Regions from separate parts of the Mus musculus genome. Here region 1 is linked to region 2. The links are chromatin contacts, called in public HiChIP or PLAC-seq maps. All regions are on one chromosome and are shown on one strand. Each heading gives the region's core, a stretch centred on a gene start, on an enhancer-like site or on the middle of the called end of the contact. The rest is flanking DNA. Distances are from core to core; before and after follow the strand shown.

What was found. HiChIP or PLAC-seq counts read pairs in DNA pulled down with a chosen protein or histone mark.
Region 1: a contact with region 2 is called in an H3K4me3 HiChIP or PLAC-seq map of embryonic stem cells, with 4 times the contacts expected there. The contact joins the enhancer-like site here to the promoter of Pld1 in region 2. A contact is called at or near these places in 3 of 484 Hi-C or Micro-C datasets (embryonic stem cells, muscle stem cells and uterus), 5 of 115 datasets of contacts at active chromatin or transcription factors (embryonic stem cells, heart atrium, microglia and 1 more) and 1 of 9 other capture datasets (adipose tissue).

What each region holds. Positions count from the first base shown.
Region 1 is chr3:28,016,892-28,024,528 of GRCm38.p6, forward strand. It overlaps Pld1 (phospholipase D1), which reads left to right. Exons shown (of 27, transcript NM_001164056.1): 3 at 7,272-7,462. The coding sequence starts at 7,303. Among named protein-coding and RNA genes, the nearest start is that of Pld1, 82 kb to the left of the region's middle. Within about 2 kb of position 3,695, at least 18 of the 459 cell types and tissues checked have an H3K27ac peak or open chromatin away from gene starts, as enhancers often do. A contact at or near this core is called in embryonic stem cells and heart atrium, where this site is marked.
Region 2 is chr3:27,936,722-27,944,057 of GRCm38.p6, forward strand. It overlaps Pld1 (phospholipase D1), which reads left to right and starts at 1,959. Exons shown (of 27, transcript NM_001164056.1): 1 at 1,959-2,029.

The DNA.
Region 1 (7,637 bases), core at 2,445-4,944, 82 kb after region 2:
ATGAAATGCACAAGGAAGCTCTTGCCAGGCAAGATGGGTGGTCAGAAGACCACCCAGGGAGGTCCACGAATTTAGGGAAATTTGGGGATGAATCAAGAAGCATCGTTTTTCCTGCCTTTAGGGTTCAATGGTATCTGTGGGAACTGATTGCTGCTTCTGTGTCATAAAGCTGCCCTGGTTGCTTGGGGTCAGTGTTGACAATGGTTGTCAGGGATCATTAGCATAAGTATGTAAATGAGATACAGTACTAATTGATATTTGCTAATGGGAAATTAACCAAGGAGCTGGAGAGATGGCTCATTGGGTAAGAGCACTGGCTGCTCTTCAAGAGGAATCAATTTCAATTCCCAGCCCCCACACGGTGTTTCACACCTGTCTGTAACTCCAGGCACAAGGGCTCTGATACTCCTTTCTGGCCTCTCTGGGCACTGTGTACTTACAATCCACAGACATACATTCAGACAAACACTGACACATGAAATAAGAATTAAAACCGCAAAGGAAAGAAAATAGAAAATGAACCACCTAAGGAAAACATTTGATTGGGGCTTGTGTACAGTTCAGAGGTTTAGTCCATTATCATCCAAGTGGGAAGTATGGTGGTGCACAGGCAGACATGTTGCTAGAGTAGTAGCAGAGTTCTATATCTGGTTCTATAGGCAGGAGGAAGAGAGAGTGTCACTGGGCCTGGCTTGATCATCTGAAACCTCAAAGCTGCTCCCAGGTGATATACTTCCCCCAATAAGGCCACACCTACTTCAATAAGGCCACATCCACTCCAACAAGGCCACACCTCCTAATAAGTTCCACCCTGCTAAGCTCATACTACCTATGAGCCTATGCAGACCATTTTCCATTCAAACCACCACACTGCCACTTACATTTAGGGTGGGTCTTCAGACTCTAGTTAATCCTATCAAGCGAGTGTCCAGAGGCTTGTCTCCCAGATAATTCTAGATCTTGTCAAGGGAACAAGCAAGAGTCAGTGTTGTGAAAAACACACAGGCAGTTCCATTTCAGGACCAAGGAGGAATTTAATGAGCAGTGCGGAGGGCCCGGGAGGATGATGGGTAGTCCCTTCCTGTATAATTCCATCGACGGTTGTTTTTTACAGTGGAAAGCTGACTGGTTTCTTTACCATTTTGTGTGCTATAGTCCAAAAGTCAGAAGACTTGGCTAATAGATCCATTCTCTGACTGGTCCAGCCAGAAGGACAGAAGCAAGATGGCCTGTTACTTTGAGAAACTAAGTAGAGGTGGAAGGCAGGACACATCCTAGCAAGGCAGCCTTGAAGACTTCCACTACTAAGCAAGCTTCCCTTTACAGATCTTTTCACTGAGCTAGAGGGTACACTGGCAACCAGCGTCACCTTTGCCTGTAGGTGCACCTCCCTGCCATGGCTTCCTCAGCTAGGAGTGGCAGTGCAGCTCACAGAGGTGACACTGACACTCTGGAGTTGACAATTGGCCACTCTCTGATAGCAAGGACAGAACCTTCATGGTCATCTGACCTTACCCTGTACTGCTGACATTTAATTCAATATTTAAAATTTTTATTTTGTTATTTCCTGATTGTGGGCATTTTGCCTGAATGTACGTATATGAACCATATGCTTGCAATGCCTATGGAGGCCAGAAGAGGGTGGCTGATCCACTGGAACCAGAGTTATAGAGGTTGTGAGCTGCTAAGTGGATACTGGGATTTGTTCCCAGGTTCTACAAAAGAGCAACCACTGAGCCATCTCTCCAGGCTCTGATATTTAAATTTTTTGATGAAGGGACATAACAGGTTTCCCACTGATCTTTGTGGATGTGATATTCTTAAAAACCAAAAATCAAAGAAAACATTAAAAGCTTAAGAAAAAAACCCCACCATGTTTTAATTTCTCACAATATATAGTTTAGAAGGTAAAGTATCCCAATACTTGACTTAAAGTCAGTTAAACTCAAAAAAAAATTTATTCAAGTCTTACAGCATTACTAGAGACTTAAGTCAGTTTGAACTTTTGGTTATGATTTCTATGCTTTAGGGAACATCAAGTCTATCCCATAATAGTAACTTCTGGGTGATCAGAGAGAGCTCTGGGATGGGGATGGTTCTGTCATCATGAATTATGGGAAGCCATTCATTAACGTTCTCCTCAATGGTTTGACTATAATTCACATACATAGTTATGACTTGGGTTTTTTTGGCTTTGAAATCTGTTATGCTTATTTCTCTTGCTAAGCACAAATATCACAAGGAAAACATGGCGACAGCATGATTACTTAGAAAGGGAGCAGAAATCACGACATAATTGTCTTCAAAGAATGCAGTGCTAGAGGTTTTGTTGTTGTTCCTTTTAAAATTATATTTGTATTAGTTTATTACGTTTTTATATGATGTGTTTGATATACTTCAATCATATTATGAGGGTTTCTCAGTGGTCTTCCCTCCCCTACCTTTAGCCATGGATGGTTTACTTGTTGGTTGAACTTTGGAGTTAGAGTTTGACTTCCTCACTACCTGTTCATGGGACCTTCTGCAGGTGGCCTCTCTTTTCTAAGCTGGTATGGCTGCTAGTGGGACCCAGCTCCCAAGATAGTTATGGAATTGATACCTTTGTACAATGCCTGACATGTAGGACATACTTAGCAAATGTTAACTAACACTAATGTTTACCTTAACATCAATGACTACAGCTGGCAATATTACTGTTATTTTAGCTAGTATTGTATTTATTATGTAAGAAGGAAAAATCCCTGTTCTTGTTCTCAATCCTGTTGAGAGATTAAAAGAAAACTCTATTCCTCTGCTTTCTTCACTGAATGAGGAGGAAAAAAAAAAAAAAAAAAAAGGAAAGGAAAGGAAAAGAACCCTGTTTACCTCCCGATACACATGTAACAGAATCACAGCCTAGCTGCTCTCATCTGTCTGCTGGCATCATCTCTCTTCTTTGGAGAGAGAGAGAGAGAGAGAGAGAGAGAGAGAGAGAGAGAGAAAGAGCGCTAGCCAGCCACAGTTTAGAGATAAGATAATGAACTATGTATCTCAAATGTTAACACTGAAGGTCAGGCGTGTTCCAGTGCTGGGTAACTCAGGCTGTAACCATGGCAGCTGCTCTCCTCCAAGATAAATTGCTTTAATTAAAACAACACATTGACTAATAAGTGAAAATTTGACAGCATAGGAATAAACATGAGCTCACCAGTTGGTTTTGAAAGCTAATAGCAACGGCAGAATTGTGGGGTAATTCATGACATAATGTGAAGAACCCAAAAAAGACAGTGATGCTCAAAACATGCCTTCGATTTCCTACGGTTGGTGGAAAAACCTTCATGATCTAATATGCAAATTGGTAGTCCCCTAAATTTCTTATTGTCTTATATTATGAATCAAGGAAATTCAGGGAGCTGTCCTGACATGTTTCCATTACTGTAGTGACTGAGGGTTCGGATGATCCTCAAGGTGTTGTATTTAAACTAGAGGACATGTCCTATTGTCAGAGCGGACAGACTTCATAGAAAAGATTAACTATCCAGTCATTCAATCCATGAAATAAAACCAATGCTTGTGAACCTCAGTAACTAGGTTTGTAATACATTAGATCCAGTCACATCTGCTTTTAAAAGCCGGTCCTTCATAGAAGAGATCATTCATTGGTTAGGAGCTTGTGGTGATTTGAATAAGAATGGCCTCCATAGGCTCAGAAGTTTGAATGCTTAGTCATCAGGGAGTGGCCCCACTTCAGAGGGACAGGGAGAGGTGGTCTTGGAGGATGTGTGTCTCTGGAATTTGTCGAAAGAGGTTTCAAAAGCCCAAGCCAGACCCAGTGTCTCTCTTCTCCTGCTGCCTGTGGATCTGAGTGTAGAACTCTCAGCTACTTCTCCAGCACCATGTCTCCTTGCCTGCCTCCATGTTCCCTGCCATGATGACAATGAACTAAACCTCTGAGGCTGTAAGGCCTTCTTTACAAGAGTTGGAATGGTCATGGCACCTCTTCACAGCAATAGAACACTGACCAAGACAGAGCATGTACAACGCTGGCATAAGACCTGAGTTCAGTGCCCAGCAGCCACATGGGGTACCTCACAATGGCTGGTATTCTAGCTCCAGGGGATTTGACACCTTCTAGACTCCTTAAACACTCACATGCAATTAATTACTCACATATGGGCATACGTACACATAAGTAAAAAAAGATAAATCTTTGAAAAATATGTAAAAGGTGACCTTGACACAAGTTCTGTGACCTTGGACAAATACCTGTTTCATAGCGTAATCATACCTCTGAAGTAAATGACACATAAAATTAAAGAAAATCAACAAAATTACGCTAAAATTATGCTCACAATACAATAGATGCTTTATACTGAATAATCTTCTCTTCTTTGATTCTTGGTTTCTTTCCTTATTTTTCCTTCAGTTTCCATGTGTTAACATGTTTCTTTTCTCTCAGCCAGAAAGGAGATATTTATTTTGGCTCAAATCAATGCCTTTCTTCTACTTACCCCAACATCTAGATTAGTTTCTGTATGATAATTACATTAAAAAAATATTCTAGGACTTTGCCAAAAGAGAGAGGCTATGCTGAGAAAGTTAATCATAAGTCTATTTGATCAATAAAAATTTCTAAAATATTTAAAAATTAACAAATAACACTATGATGTAATTTCCGACTTGGTTTTTCTTATCTCCTTTCCTCTTCTCATTATCTTTCCTTTTAAATAATGGGAAACTTGGCTCAAGGTTGGCATCTAACAAGTGGCTCTTTGTTGGATTAGGAGAAGAGGAAACACATATTTTAGCTGTGGCCCAAAGGCAGTACCTCCCCAGTGAAAGCTGAACAAACATTCATTAGGTAAGGCAGGCTGAAAAGAGGTCCACCACCCACTCTCTTATTTAAATGCAAAATGACTTGGAGTAATTCCTGGAGACAGGAAGATGGTTAAATTAGTGAAATTATCTTGGAGGCTAACAGGCTTCATGGTATGTATCTCTTATATAGAGTTAAGGTTTTATGGTTAAAGAACCTTGGGAATGAGATTTGTAGAGGAGGAAGCTGCTGAAATGGCTTTGTCCTGTGGACACTGAATTGTAGGAAAATATTATTTCCTGTTTATGCCTTTATAGTCAACCTTTACAAAGGCTCACCTCGGGGTATATTGGAATATTCCCACCTGCAAGGAAATTTGCACATCTCCAAAACTTGGAAAGATAATTTGGAAATGAGAGAGGGAGTGGGAGAGAGGGAATTGAAAGGAAGAGATCCAGGTAACAAGAGCCCAATAGTTTGACAATGATAAGGTGTAAAAACAGATTTAAATGTCCTTACAGTCAACGGAGAGAAAGAAAGCTGAGAGGCAGGTTAGCCAGTTCACAGGGAACACTGACATATAGTCATAGACACAGGGCAAGCCCAAACTTCCCTCCTCCACCCTGCCTCTGCATTTCTAAACAAGGTCTCCACCAGACACAGCAGAGTCTAGGTTTTGGAGACTTGTTATTGCAAGAGCTGACTAAGTTGGCTCCTCATGGCTCACCCAGCCTCTCCACAGAACCTGTAGGAGAGAACCCTGCCAGGAATCTTCCTCTCAGGGCATCCTTTTCTCAGAAAGTTCAAGCCCTTGGAGGAGCCTGGAATGAACGAGGGATTACGTGTAGCTGTTTCCCCACGCCTCACAGCAGGTGCTCTTTAACTTATCGCCACATTTCCTGTGTGTATGTGCACATGAGTATGTTTGTGTGTATGTGCACATGTGTATGTGTGCAAGTGTCTATGTGTGCAGGTGTCTATGTGTGCATGGATGCGTTTGCCACTGGCACGTATGGAGGTCTGAGAATGGCTTCTGGGACTTGGTTCTCTCTTTCCATCATGGATCCAGAGGCTGAACTCAGCCTGCCAGGCTTCACATTTTTAGCTATTGCTTCTCTCTTACACACAGTGAGTGCTAATTAAATGTTGGTGAGCTACAGAAGGAAATGGGCATGCGCAGAAGAGTTAGCCATGTGAGACTCCCAGCTTAGGCCTGACTGGATCAGAGATGATTTCTGATTTGGGCAATACGGATTTTTCATCCAGCTCTAACGACAGTGCTCACTGCTTAACCCTCCATATTTTAAACGAAAACTAAAATCCATCTGAAGCCTTCTCTCTGAGCACTGATGTGCAATGACTCATGTTATTAGGTGTCAGGATGAAATAGAGCCAGCTTTCTTAAAAAGAGGGAGAGAAATGACAATCCTAACACCTCTGGTATCCTTATGAACAGGTATATGAATCTGTTTCCTTTCGAGACACATACTCCACCACTCAGGCAAGGTCATGGCCAAAGCCTCACATTTCTAAGTGGTAGTGCACCTTGCTAGGGAATCAGCCCCAGACACTGTGTAGAAAGGTTGTGTCGTCCTAGACACTTTGTCCTTTTCGTTATTGCATTTGCATGTGGCACGGAGGCCTTCTGGGTGTCAGGGCTTGTCTGCAGCGTGGGTTCTAGGATCTAACTCAGGTTGTGAGGCAGATGTCTCATCAAGCATAAGAAATGATGTTTAAATCTATTTATTTGAATGTGGGAAATTCTCTTGATTTTCTTTAAGAAAATGTTACTTACTTTTCATATATTATATATTTTGCATGCATTATTCTTTTCTTTCCTTTCTCTCACCCTCCATTTTCTCTTTCCTTTCCTTCTTCCATTTTGCTTTCTCTCTCCCCCCTTTCTCTCTCTCTCTCTCCCTCCCTCTCACTCTCTCTCTCTTTCTACTTTTCTTTCTTTCCGTTTTAGACAGGATTTTCCTAATGTAGTCTTGGCTAGCCTGGAACTCACTATGTAGACTAGGCTGGCCTTGAACTCAAAAAGATGTGCCTGCCTCAGTCTCTAAGAAGCTGTAATGGGCTACCATGCCATGCCAGGCTATTTTGTATTCTGAATTTGAGCTTATTTATTAATCAAGGAAGGATATCTTCTCTGCTAAAGCATTCCCAGTCTTTCTAGTCTCTCCTCATTTAGTCACGTGCATAAAATACAATGAGAGAAATGCTGGCATGTTGTTCCGTGAAGTGTTGTATTATTTGTTTCTTTACCGTGGTTTTGCTCCATGTCAGCCTACACGGTGGGAATTGTTTGGATGCAATGCATGAAGATCGACAGGATGATACTTTGTAATACCCACGCCTCACCTAGAGTTGCTTTGTTTGCTTGCATATGTTTCATCTTCACCTGATTTCAAATCCTGAGCTGGGGATTTCCACCTCTCACTGTATCTGAGTGACACCTTGTCTTTCTTCCCAGCCCCTCTGGTTTCACCCCGTCAGAAGCTAGCATGTCACTGAAAAGCGAGACCAGGGTGAACACGTCTACACTGCAGAAAATCGCCGCAGATATGAGCAACCTGATAGAAAATCTCGACACCCGGGAGCTTCATTTTGAGGGAGAGGAGGTGGAATATGACGCATCTCCAGGAGACCCCAAGGCCCAGGAAGGTAAGGACAGACCATGGAGAGGTCAAGACGTCCTCAGGGCTGGCTGGCAGAACACAGTGATAAAAAGTCAGAGAGCGGCCCTCTTCCTTGGAGACGCAGTGTTTGCGAAGCGAAGGCTTCCCAAGATTTACTTCATTTATGATTTATTTTTATTTTTATTGTTCTAATAGATCAT
Region 2 (7,336 bases), core at 709-3,208:
CAGGGTTTCTTAGTCTGACCCGCCCCAACTCCAGTGTCTACCTCTGTAGGTCAGGCTGGCTCAAACAGGAGGAAACCCTCTTCTTGGTCGTTTGTTTTTCTTGACACCCCTGAAAAGAAATAGCTATCACAAACTCTCCAAGGAGTGTAACAATGATCTACAGGATTCTAGTATGTCTAAGATGCGTGTTCGCTAGGGCTTCACTTCCCTGTGGGGTGGTGACCTGTGGTAATCTTTTCACTTTCCTACCTTTTGGGGCAGAATTCCAGTCATTGTATGATAGTTGTCTTATTTATAATTACAATAGTAACAGAAAGACCTATTGTTATGTGTTGATGCCAAAAGTTTCAATGACGACTTTTAAGAAATCAGGATGTAATTTGTACAGCCTGGTGCTTCTCAACCAAATGTCTCACACCATCTAAAGACAAGCTTGTAAGAGTGCGGTTACTCCTAGGCACACACTTATCAAATCATCTGAAATTAATAAACTGGAGGAAGGGAGGAAGGAGACATATGCAGCTTTTCAGTTACTTCCTTGTTATATAGTCTTGCCAAACCCCTCTTAGGCAAGACCCTGTTTGCTCAGAAGGCTGTGCATATAATTGCAAAAATCTGTCAGAATCATAGGATTCAAAAGGCATCAATTATTTCTGTCAACAAGGAAAGAGTGACGGCTGCCCGACTCTGCAATCATTAGGAAAGATGTGCTCAAAAGAGAAGAATGCAGTCAGGGAGGGCTGGGCAGCTCCAGGTTACTTGAAAACTGAGCCCCGCGCTATAATTTCACTCCTCCTCTGTCTGGACAGAAATATTATATTTTTCATTTCATGCAGTGCCATGGGCATGGTAAGACATTATGTAACTGGGTCTGTCTCACTGTATAATACTCAATAAACAATTTCAAAAGACCAACAGCATCAGCAATTTGATGTACAGGAAACTAACTGTTGCATCTTTGGGTTTTGGCTGGAAGCAGTGTTGTGCAACCAGTTTTGGAACTGACTTGTGTTCAAAATTATATTCCCAAAGGATTGCTATTCACACCACCCAGCCACTGGATTTCCCTTGATGACGACTCTCTTAAGTGTATTAAAACGGCAAAGTTACTGTGCGGACAGTTCCATCGGGGTAATGGGACTTTCTCGTTCTCCTCCCATTTTATTTTTACTTTTCTCTCTAACATTTCTGAATTAGACCCAGTACTGATGGCAAGTGGGAGTGAGAAGTGTGAGGGCGATGTGTGACTGAGACAGGAGGATCATGTAGTTTGAGTTCTACCTGTTCTTCATGGCCAACCAGGTATACAGCAGAGACCTAACTTCAAACTAACCAACCGAACACTCGCCACAACACACACACACACACACACACACACACACACACACAGAGAGAGAGAGAGAGAGAGAGAGAGAGAGAGAGAGAGAGAGAGAGAGAGAAGGGGGGTCTGGGGGGACAAGCACGGGCAGTTTTGGGGACTGAAGAGATTGCTGGCTCCAGCAAGCTTAGGGTCAGGCTGGTTCTTTACTTGCCAGCCTCAGTTTCCTTATAAACAGGCAATAACACCTACCAAGACCTACCCGTGGGATTTGCAGGAAGGCCACAGTTGACCTCTACAAAGCCCCTAATTAAGCAAGTCACTTCAGGGCAGGAATATTTCACCAGTTGGCTCGCTGTTGGCTTGTAACTTGCGGGCCAGTCTTGGACAAGGATTGGGCTCAGAGACCAGGGAAGTGAACTTGGTAAGAACAACGCCTGCGTGCGCCCCTGCGCCCCGCGGATAACTGTGGCTGAGTTAGGACACTTGGACAGAAGAAAGTGTTAGAACCGAGGCATGGAGGAAGGCCGGCGGCAGAGGCTGTCACCGAGGCTGGCCGGCGCCGCCCCGCCCCACCCTGCAGACCGGCCGAGTTCCGGGCGGCGAGTCCCAGCGCCCGCCCTTCTTCCGCGGCCCCAGCTGCGCCAGCTGCGCGGGGACCCCCGAAGTCGCCGCCGCCGCAGAGTGTGTGCCCGCGCCCCAGGCCCGCAGGTAGGAGCTGCCGGGGCCAGGCTTGCGGGACTTCTGAGCCCGCAGGACGTTCGCGGTCCTCGTGCTTCATCCCGCCTCTCTTGCCCCTCTCACCAGCCCTGTCCCTGAAGTTCCCTTGGGAACCCTGGAGTCCCTCCCATAGTCTTAATTCCTGTAGTGTCTGCGCTGGCAAGAGCCGCGCGCACACTGACCGCAGGCGAGGACCGCTACCCTGAGAGCAGAGCCGGGTCAGCTGCTGATGTCCTAGCCCCACTCCACTCTCAAGTCCCTGCAGATCCGGGGCGTCCTCTGTAGGATGCACCCCACCCCACCTCCTCGGGTCCCGGGCTCAGTAGATTTGTTCGCTCCCGCTAGATCGTCCCGCGCTCCCTGAGCTCCTTAGCACTGTGGGCTGACCGGGATGGCGACAGCACCAACATCCCGGACCAACCAGGAAGTGCTGCATTCCAGTGGCTTAGAGTCCAGCTGAAGCACAGTGCCGGGCGCCGAGCCACACAGCTGCTGCCTCGGGGCCAAAGATGTGCTGTGCTGAAGTGGAGGAGGGACAGGGGTAGCAATTAAAAGAAAGGCCTGTGTTAGGCAGTTGCTATTTTAGCTCCGACCCAAGATGTTTGGGACTGACTGTTCCGGGTCAGGGAGGGACCTTAGGAGGTCTCTAAGCCATGGGACGGTTTGTTTGAAACAGTCTTCTGTAGCTCAGGCTGCACTCAAAGGCTATGTAGCCAAGGATGACATTCCTGGCCCTCCTGCTTCCATCTCTTAAGTACAGGTCAAGACTTAGAATTTGGCCAGCCCTTTCCCCCATACCCTAGGGCTACCTGCCACGCCTACGTTTGCCTTCCTCACCCCCGCCTCCCAATCTCAGATCACTGCCAGCGGCCTTCTTTCATGAAGCTCAAAACATAATCTTAAGGACCACAGGAGCTTCTGCATTCGACCATTTCTAGATCTTTCCACAGGACGAAGAGCGCTCTTAGACAGCCAGGCCCACCAATTTCAGCTTAGCCAACTCCTTATGACCTTCCCAGGGCCTCTGGAGACTAGCTACCCAGGAAATTCAGAGAGATATTCAGAAGTCCTGACCTGTCAGAGGTGCTGTCAAGGAAGCCTGACGGGTGCAGAGAGCCTAGTTTGAACTAGTCTGTTATGCCTACTTATGCAAGAATCTCTTTCCATAGTACGTGCTTTGTGGCCCACGAGTGAGTTTGTACTCAACTGTTTAGCTTGAATTTGTAAGCAGCCTTTAAATGGTGTGTGGGGACCTTTTAAATGGTTATGTAAGCGGGTATCTGAATTTTTATGAGCCAGTACAATTAGCTTTTCAAATAAATAGTGCGAGTGGAGAAGGTTTTGAGGAGATGGTGTCCTTGCTGTGTTGTTTCTGGCATCAGCGTTTTACACACACTGGTGTTAAGTTCTCTACAGGCTCATTTAGGTTGATTGATTTACTGATAACTAGATGAGTACTGCCTAGTTAATGGACAGCCTGCTCATCAGACCTTTACCGAGAATGCATTTGTGTATGGTCTTAGTATGTAGTATGAATGCTCTTATGCAACTCTGTATGAGAAAAGCATTACACTGACAATTCACCTACCTCTAATTTCAACATGTTTTAAGGATTTATTTTATTTTTAATGATGTGAATATGCTGGCCTGGGTGTGGGTTATGTGCATATGGTGCCTAAGAAGGCCAGAAGAGGCTGTTGCTCAAACTGGGCGCTGTGAACAGGACTCAGATGCTAAGGAAAGGCAGGATGTGCTCCTAATGGCTGGGCCATCGCTTCAGTCCCATTTCTACCCTTTTTCATTTTTTTTTAATTTTAAGTTTTATTTTTATTTTATCAAAATAGACACGTAACTTTGCCATCTTTACAATTTAAAAATAGATGTTTGATCGCACAGCTCTGCCAGTGTGCTACCATCTCCCCCCAGTCCATTCCCAAAGGACTTCTCGACTTCCTTACAAGGTTTAGTAACACTTATTAATAAAGACTGCATTGCAAGCTTCAGTTTTCTCACTGAGTAAGGTTGGATTCTTTTCACAGAGCTTTAAAGAAATTTTATATAGTCTCTTGTATGACCCTGGATGGAACTCACTCTGCTGGTGGCGATTCCTATGAATTATCCATCTTTCTGCCTTTGCTTCTACCTCCCAAATGCTGGAAGTGTAGGGCTGCATTATCATCCCCAGCTCAAGAAAGACACTTTTTTTTCTATATAGCTCAGGCGAGCCTCTCTTTAACTCGCTGGGTTGCAGAAGGTGACTTATGCTTTTGAACATCCTGCCCCCACCCTGACCTAAGTGTTGGGACCCCATGCACACACCAGCATACCTGGTGTTGTGTTGTACATGTTAGGGGTGCACGTGACTAACTGAGCTACATTGTCAGCAAGAAATGCACTTTTAAAGAGCACACATAGAAGGCATAGCCAGATAGGGGGCGCCTGGTAAGTTTTACCTCCATGGGTTGAGGAAGCTTATGTGAGGGTCAGTTGGTAAGCTGATTGGGAGTTGTAGTGGAAACACTTTGCGAGTTTAGCTGTCTAGAGGTACAAACAGAGAAGGGGTTTATTCTTAGTGTTCCCCCCTCTGGATATGTAACAAACAAACAAACAAACAAACACAAACAATCTCAATGTTGTCCCCTTTAGCCGTACAATAGTACCAGGCAACACCATGAGTGAGCCCAGCTAAAGACATGTTTCCAGTACCCAATGACCTTTCTGATCAAACAAGTTTCTGGGTTTAGCAATTTCTTCTCCTCCCCAGCCATATGCTAAAGATCAATGGACCGAACACATGAGATATGGGTCTTTAAACCTGTAGTTAGATTGAGTCATTGTATACAGGAGAAAGGCTGGCATATGGGAGGCTGGGTTTTATGCTTACAATCCTTTAAGTCCCAAAAGCACAAATAGAATGTATTTGCTAGGGTGTGGTTAAAAGATGTTTCAGGGTTCAGATGAGAAGCATAGCCTCAGCTTCCTGTAAGCCTGGGACTTTTCTGATTAGAAAGGCAACTGTACAGATTGCATCATATGGTTCAGTGGGAATGTGTTCTGATGCTGTGTTTTCCCTGAACTCACAGTGCAGTATCAAATCTGGATCCCAGATGTTCTAGCGGCGGGTTATTTAACAGCAGCATATGTTATGTAACTGTTCCATAGAACCACAATCTTCTTTTCTATTGCGAAATTTTATCAGGTTTTAGATTTATTGAATAAGCATTATAATGACAAAATAAGATGATAAACTGTTTATTTAATCAGCACTTACTTGGTGTCCACTTGGCTTTGGATACCATTCAGAGCATTCTACAGATGTGAAAAACCTCCTTTATGTATATGAGGCTGTGAGAGGCATGGGAGGTCACAGCATGAGGCAGAGCTGGGCCTCCAGCCCATGCAACCTGAACCCTACAGCTTTTGTATTTCTGCCTCTCTAAGAAAATAGTCTTGGAATCTACCTCCCTAACCAGCCACCTTTCTACATCTTTGTTCTTATTTTGTCCTTGTTCTAAGGCATAAATGATGTGTCAAAATTGCAAGCATCATGAAACTTACACAGTTAGTTCAACTCCTTCATTTTTTTGAAGAGGGAGGCAAAGTGGATTGTGGTCATGTTGCTAGTGGGAGATTGTGTCTATGGCTGAGCCAGGATTTTCTAACTCTTGGCTATGAAGAGTAATTTTCTAATGTAATCTATCTGTCTGTCTGTCTGTCTATCTATGTATCTATCATCTCTCTATAATCTATGTATCTATTAACCTATCATCTTTCTTTCTTTCTTTCTTTCTTTCTCTCTCTCTCTCTCTCTCTCTCTCTCTCTCTTTCTTTCTTTCTTTCTTTCTTTCTTTCTTTCTTTCTTCCTCTCTCTCTCTCCTTCCTTCCTTTCTCTCTCTCCTTCCTTCCTCTCTCTCTCTCTCTCTCTCTCTCTCTCTCTCTCTAACACACACATATACACACAATTATTTTTGGAGACTGAGTCTCATGTAGGCTAGGCTGGCCTTGAACTTGCTATCTACATAGCAATATAGTTAAGGATGACTTTTGGTCCTCTTGTCACCAACTCCCAAGTGCTGGGGATCACAAGCCTTTGTCACCACACCATCAGAGTTATATACCATGTTGAGAACTGAACTATGGGCTTCAAGCATGCTAAGAAGGCCTTCTGCCAATTGAGCTACACCCATGCCGCACTCCAATATTTTAATAACTGCTATGACTATATTAGAGCCAAGTTTCTTGATAACAGCCCTGGTCCTATGAGGGGGCCAGAGTGGACTCTTACACTGACTCGGGTCTTTGTGGTCTTGCCCTGGATTTCCAATCTCCTTTACCAAGTGGCGACACTGAACTCTTTTCTTGTTGAAGGGAGCATCTTATTTTACGACCCAAGGCTGGCCTTTGGATGAGGAGAACATCTTATTTTGTACTTAATCATTTTTGAGCGTTTGGGATCTAGACTTGGAAACCTTTTGAAAGCCTCTGACGCACAGAGGAAACTCAGCCAAGAGCAGCAGGGAACAAAAATAGCCTGCGTTAGTTCTTTAGAGGTGAACGAGAGTTAGTTCTGAGGCAAAAAACTTACAAACTGTATATTAAAAACAGAAAATGTTTATATTCAAAGTGGTTCTTTTCAAAGTAGACTTTTACAGACAGCACTTTTGGAGAGGGAGCCCGAAGAGCAGCCTAGGAGCTAAAGGTGCATAGGTGGAGGCAGTGGAATAGAACCTTTGGCAGGGCTCCGTAAAAAGTCTGGAGACTCCTAGGACAGGACAAGCTTGGGAAAATCAAAGGTGTTGGCTTTTGTCATGTGATCTTAATGTCTTAACTGTTGCTAATTATCCTAGTTTGCTTCCTAGTTCTGTAATAGCAGGAAAGGGTTTATTTCTACTTATACTTCTTAGTGAGTCCATCACTGAGGGAAGTCAGGGCAGGAAATGAAGACAAGAGAGGCCACAGATAGTGCTGCTTACTGGCTTGCTCTGTCTGCTCTCTTGTAGTACCCAGGACCACCTGCCCCAGGACAGTATTGCCCACAGTGGGCTGCGTCCTCTCACATCTACCATTAATTAAGAAAATGCCTCACAGGTTCATCCGATGAACCTTAACCTTAATTAATCTTAATTAAGCTTAATTTTAATTAGCTTGCACCATGCTTGCCTGGACACTGCCATGCTCCTGCCTTGATGATACTGGCCTGAACTTCTGAACCTGTAAGCCAGCCCAAATTAAATATTGTCCTTATAAGACTTGCCTTGGTCATGGTGTCTGTTCATAGCAGTTAAGCCCTAACTAAGA